Regions from separate parts of the Sus scrofa genome. Here region 1 is linked to region 2. A link is a contact called in public Hi-C data. All regions are on one chromosome and are shown on one strand. The core of a region is the stretch at or near the end of the contact, and the rest is flanking DNA. Distances in the headings are between cores, read along the strand shown.

What was found. A called contact is a pair of places that touch in the nucleus more often than the background predicts.
Region 1: a Hi-C map of liver shows a contact between it and region 2, with 6 times the contacts expected there. The contact joins the promoter of ATP2B2 here to the enhancer-like site in region 2. A contact is called at or near these places in 1 of 5 promoter capture datasets (liver) and 1 of 47 Hi-C or Micro-C datasets (liver).

Annotation. Positions count from the first base shown.
Region 1 is chr13:66,895,752-66,898,614 of Sscrofa11.1, forward strand. ATP2B2 (plasma membrane calcium-transporting ATPase 2) reads right to left here and starts at 1,374. Exons shown (of 25, transcript XM_021069335.1): 1 at 1,305-1,374.
Region 2 is chr13:66,601,831-66,604,952 of Sscrofa11.1, forward strand. ATP2B2 (plasma membrane calcium-transporting ATPase 2) reads right to left here. Exons shown (of 25, transcript XM_021069335.1): 6 at 2,409-2,666; 7 at 1,287-1,412. Among named protein-coding and RNA genes, the nearest start is that of MIR885, 5.8 kb to the left of the region's middle. Within about 2 kb of position 1,406, at least 2 of the 83 cell types and tissues checked have an H3K27ac peak or open chromatin away from gene starts, as enhancers often do. A contact at or near this core is called in liver, where this site is marked.

The sequences.
Region 1 (2,863 bases), core at 124-2,623, 290 kb after region 2:
GCAGAAGGGAGAGGATGGAAATCATTTCTTCCCTTCCAGACCCAGAAGGGAAAGTTCACAGGTTGGTAGCCCAAAATTTTGGACACAGACCATGCACTAGGCATGATGGTAAACACTTCAAGAACATGAACCCAGCCATCAGCACATCCCTGTGAGGTAGCTACCCCCATTACACACATGGGGAAGGGAGTCAGAGGGGAAATGACTTGTCAGAGGTCATACAGCTGGTAAGAGGCAGAGCTCAAATCCTCCAGGTGTAGGAACCAAAGAGTCCCTCTCCATCCCTCCCCAACCCATTATAAGAAAGCCCAGTTCTTGCTCCTTCCAGGGGTTGGCTGTGTGACCTTGAGGCTGGCTCACCCTCTCTGGGCCTCACTTGCCTTTTCCAAGACTAATGCTCTAGGATGCTAGGACACACCTGATGCCAGGATATAGTTTCCTCCTGAGACCCCAGGGCTTCAGGGTGACCAGGTCCTTGTTGATTCCAGGTGTGCAGAAACATACTGATCTGCTGTGGGGGGGCCTCTGTGGTCCCTGCCTGAGCCCACTTCCTCAAGGACCCTTTGCGGCTGGGCTGAAAAATTAAGCTGCGGATATGAGAGCTCAACTGAGTGTGGGGCTTTGGAGCTCTTGTGTCACCAGGTGGGGGACTCTGGCACACAGTGCCTGGAGAAGGGCTGTGGGTGTGGGCAGGGTGAGGGGCTCGGGGAAAAATACTGAGAGAAACTGGCAGGGTGTGTGTGTGGGGGGGGGGGTGGCGGTGGTCCTGCAGTGCTTCGGCCCTTAGAAGCCTTTGCGGATGGGAGAAAGCTCCAGCCCTGAGCCAGAGTCCACAGCTCTGATCATGTCCCTCACCTGCAGGAACCGGGGCCTGGAGAAAGAGGGGCCCCCAATACTAGGGGAAGCCAGGCACAGAAGTCAGAGCCGGCTGGGAAAGAAGAAACTGGGGGTTCTAGCGCTCTGGACGCCCCCAAGCTCTGGGGCTGCTTCGAGCCCACGAAAGTTTTCTCGAAGCCCGGCGCACGGCGCGCCCCTTCCCCGGCGCCCGTAGGCGCCGGTCCGCAGGCGCCCACCCCGGCCCGCCCCGCCCGCCGCCGGGTGCCCGCTCAAGGTCACCGCTGACAAGGCGCCTGTCTTGGAGGGGCAAAGGGACCCAGGACGCGTTCCGGCTCGGGCTGGGCTCTGGCCCGGCAGGGGTCCGAGAGGCCGAGCACCAGTGGAAAGGAAGCCTGCCGGGAGGGAGATAGAGAACGAGGGAGAGGGGAGGAGGCCCAGAGCCCCGGGCCCGGCCACCCCTGCGTTACCTGCACCGGCTCTGGGAGAAAGATGCTGCTGCTGCCGCCGCTGCCGCTGCCGCTGCCGCCGCCACTGGTGCGCGCCCGGCCCGGCCCGGCCCCGCTGCGGCTGCGGCTCCTCTGCCGCGGCCGCCCGGCGCTCGCCTCGCCCCGCGGCCCCGCCGCCGCCCGCCTGCCTCCCTCCCTCTACCGTCGCCTCTGCCACCGCTGCACTGCGCTCTGCCCGCCTCTCTCCCTCCCTCCCCTCCCGCTCCCTCCTCCCCCGCGCGTTCCCCCTCGGCCCTCCCCAAACTCTACACGGAGAGCGCCCTGCGGGACCTAGAACACGCCGTCCAGCGCCCTTCTCTATGAGCACGCAGGGTGGCCTGAGGAGGGGTCTCTGGCCTCCCCCAGGGCTGTCTCTTCAGGTACCAACATTAGCAGCAGCCCCTTACCCTCCCCCCGCACCCTACCATCAGCCCGGCCCTTTGGAGCCACCCCTTCCCCTTGGATCTGGATGCCCCCCCCCAAATAACACACACCTGAAACGTGTGTCGGGGGTCGCATAGTGTGGGACGAATTGAGGTGTGGAGGAGGTAGAAGGGGAAACCTAGTTTAGGGGGCGTGGGCTGGTGGGACCAATCCTAGGGTGTTTAGCCTGAGGGTACTCAGACACAGGAAAAAGATGGGGGTAGGGCAGGGGCACCTGTTGGTCCCCAGCCTCCAGCCTGGCCTGGCCTAGGGCCTAGAGAAGGCCAGGAGAGATCCTCTGCCCCAAGAGAAAGGTGAAAACCCCAGGCACACTGAAAGCACCTCCCCAAAGCAGGTTTCCCTTCCTTGGCGCAGGCCCCAGGTCACTGAAAAGCCCTGCTCCGCCAGGAAGCTGGCCACCTGACTCCCAGCGCCTTGGTCTGCTCCATGCCATCAATTAATCATGCCCGCTTGCTTATTTATTTATTGGCTTTATAAAAAGCCAAATGCACTGCTCTGCTCGCAGGAAGAGAGAAGAAGATGGGCCCCCATGGGGTGGGGACAGGGAGGGCCTGGCCACGGTAAATCCCACTCCCCAGGCCTTGGCTTGTTGAATGAAGGCTAGGGCCTGGGGAGACCCTGGGCTCTAGGCGTCTAAAAAGCTTGCTTCCTAGGAATGGCTGGGATCCTGCTCTCATTGGTGAGGACAAAATTCATCATGGCCTGTGCTCTGCAGCCCTGGGATGAGGCAGGGGATATTGACTCTTAGGGGCTTAGGCATAGAGGGAAGAGGGGGGCCTGGGAGGCCAGTGACCAGAAGGTATCAGGCAGGTGTGAGAGGAGGTGTCTCCAGGCTCTTGGCTCAGCACACTCGGTTCTCACTGCTCCACACTTGGCTTGGCAGCAGCCCTTCATCTCCTGCTGTAGTCCTGTCCTCTCCCTCAGGTGCCCAGAGGACATCTCCCTGTGGACACTCCACCAACACACATTTCCTGTCCTCTTAATGACATGGAGGTGCCTCCAGATGGCCAGTTCCAGGCTCTCCCATCACCAAATCCTCACTGATGAGGCCCACAGCCCCCCTGGAATCTGCTCTCCACCCTGAGTTGAAGGACTCC
Region 2 (3,122 bases), core at 156-2,655:
CTTATTGCTGTCTGAAATTATGGTACACATCTGCTCTTGCTTGTTCCTTGTTGCTCGTGCCAGGCTGAGATCTTCTCCCCCCCATTTTTTGGCTGCACCCATGGCACATGGAAGTTCCTGGGCCAGGGATCAAATCCTAGCTGCAGCTGTGGCAACACTGGATCTTAAACCCACTGCAACAAGCCAGGGATTGAACTGGTGCTGCTGTGGAGACAACGCCAGGTCATTAACCCACTGTGCCACAGCAGGGACTCCCAGACTGAGATCTTAAATATGTAAATGTGATCAGCTTACCATTTAAAACCACTCCAGAGAATCCGCATCACACTCAGAAAATGCACACACTCCTGACCCTGGTGCTCTAGGCCTGACATCTGACCGATCCATCTTGCTCAGGGTCCTGCCCCAGGACCTTTGCACTCGCTTTCCCCACTTCCTGGTATATTCTTCCCCTGGAAAGTTGCAAGACCAGCTGCTTCTCACCATTCACACCTCAGCCACACGTGCAACCACCTGCCTTCCATTGCCCTGCTTTATTTTTGTTATGTGTTTATTACCCTCTGGAACCTTTGCATTATCTGCACCACAAGCTCCTCATGGTTGGGGCCTCATCTGTCTTATTCACTATTGTGTCCCCAGCCCCCAGCCCAGTGCCTGCCACACAGTAGGTGTCTAAAATGATTGTCACCTGACTGATTTTTTTTTTTTTTTTGGTCTTTTTAGGGCTGCACCTGAGGCATATGGAAGTTCTCAGGTTAGGGATTGAATTGGAGCTGTAGCTGCTAGTCCACGCCACAGCCACAGCAATGTGGGATGTGAGCTGCATCTGTGACCTACACTACAGCTCACGGCAACGCCAGATCCTTAACCCACTGATTGAGGCCAGGATCGAACGTGCATCTTTATGTACACTAGTTGGGTTTGTTACCGCTGAGCCGATGGGAACTCCTCACCTGACGGATACTTTCTAGCCCCTAGAGAACAGGCTTCAGTGTGTGACTTTTCAGAAAACCAGCTCATTAGAAGGTAGACTTCACGGGGGCAGGAACTCGTCAGTCTTATTCCCTGTACCAGTCCCGGGACCCAGAGCAGTGCCAAGTGCACAGTAAGCTCAATGCACGTTTGCTGGGAAAAGGGAGGGAGTTCTCATTTGGGGCCAAGCTGGCCAGAGATCTGGAGCCAATGCCTCTGAGACTCTCTAGCCTCATGAAGGGGACATGGAGCCCCCTGGGCAGGGACGCAGGGACTGGCAATGGGAGTGAGCCCACCGTCCGGCCGCAGCTCACCTGACAGCAGCATGGGGTCCTTGTCCACGGACTTGCGCACCTGGTCAGACTCCCCCGTCAGGGAGCTTTCATCGATCTTGAGGTCATTGCCCTGGATGAAAAGGCCGTCAGCAGGGAGGAGGTCACCTGGTGGGAGGAAGGGTGAGGGGGTCAATCAGCAGGGTTTCTGGTGGCTGGGGAGGCTGGAACATTCCTGCCAGGCATGACTACAAGGGCAGTTTCGCCTTTGGGAAGTGGCTGCCTACTAGAGCTCCTAGGGTGGAGGAACCAAGATGGTGCCCATCACAGGCCCACAGGCAGCTGAAGCCTGGGGCCGAGGTGGAACGCATGAGGCCTGGAGGCTAAGGCTGGGTCCCCAAATGATCCTAGCAAGAGTGGGTGTGCTTCCCCCGGTGCTGCGTGGATTTGGGGCCCAGTTTTCTCAATGAATCGTTCTTCTCTGGTCTTAATTGTGGTGTGGGGACATTCTTTTGGAAGAGACAAATCTATCTTGACTAAGCTGAGGAGACTTCCAAGACAGGCATATTATCAGAGGAAACCAAACCCCTACAGGGATGGGGGAGGAGAGGCCCTCCAATCTTTCTCCCACCTTCTGCCGCTACATACCTAGGACACATCTCCTCTAAACCCCACTTTCTCCATGGCAGTAACACAGGCCTAGAATGGCCACTCATCCATGTCCATTCCCTATAACATCTTCTCTAGCCCAGCAACCACCCATCAATAGCCAAATCAGAGGTGGGAAATGGATTTCCTCTCATCAACCCATTCTGAGTGTTCATGGTCCTTGGAGTGCCATGTTGAGGAGGCTTCTGAGGATGTATCTAGGCTTTGAGCTGAGATCGATTAGTAATGTCTGCTAAAGGTAGAAGTCTGGAGAATGGTGGTACCTATGCCATGTATTTGCCAATTCTGATTTAAATGGCTTCTGAAAGCTATTTAATCCTACCTCCAGAAAGGAGCCTTCCACCTCTCCGGGGAGCTCAGAAGACAACTTGGCTTGGGGTCAGCCTTCAGGGACCCACCCCCTGCCCTGGGCCAGCCTGTCTGGGTCTGCCTGTCCTGTCCCATCTCTGCCTGAATTCCAGCTCTAGCATCTGGCTCTGTAGTTGGGCTACTTACCATATTTGACCTGGGCGATGTCCCCAACCACGATCTCAGCCACAGGGATCTGGACCACCTGGCCAGCCCGGACCACGGTGAACTTCTGCTCCTGCTCAATGCGGCTCTGCAGGCCTCTGAACTGTTTCTCTTTGCTCCAGTCATTGAAGGCTGTGACCAGGACCACGCAGATGACCGAGAGGAGGATGGCAGCCCCCTCAATCCAGCCTGCCTCTGCCTCCCCTTCATCCTCTGCCCCGCCCTGGGCCGTGGCACATCCTGCAGAGAACAGAAGGAAGCAGGTGGGGTGGGTCAGCCAGGCAGAAGGGGCCTCACGACAATTAATAGGGCACGTGCTTTAGGGTCTAAAATGCAGCTTTGCTGGTGTCCTTTCCTTCCATTCTTCCAGTATGGGGTAGGTCTCTAGGCTGGGACAGGACCCTCTGCTCTGACTCTGCCCTCCAACAAGCTGGTCTGAATCCCACTGCTGCCCCTCTGTGGTCCTGGGTACGTCACTGCCCTCCCTGAACTTCAGTGTCCTCACCTGCAAAATGGTGATCACTGAGACCACCTTCCAGACTCAAGGACAGGGCTGTGCTTAGCACACAGGAGGTTCTTACTCAGCCTGGGTTGGATTTGAGCCCTGACCACACTGTGAGGACATGGACACAATAAGCCATTTGTCTGATATGCAGTGACCCTTCACCCTACACCCTTGCGCCCTTGACCCTCTGG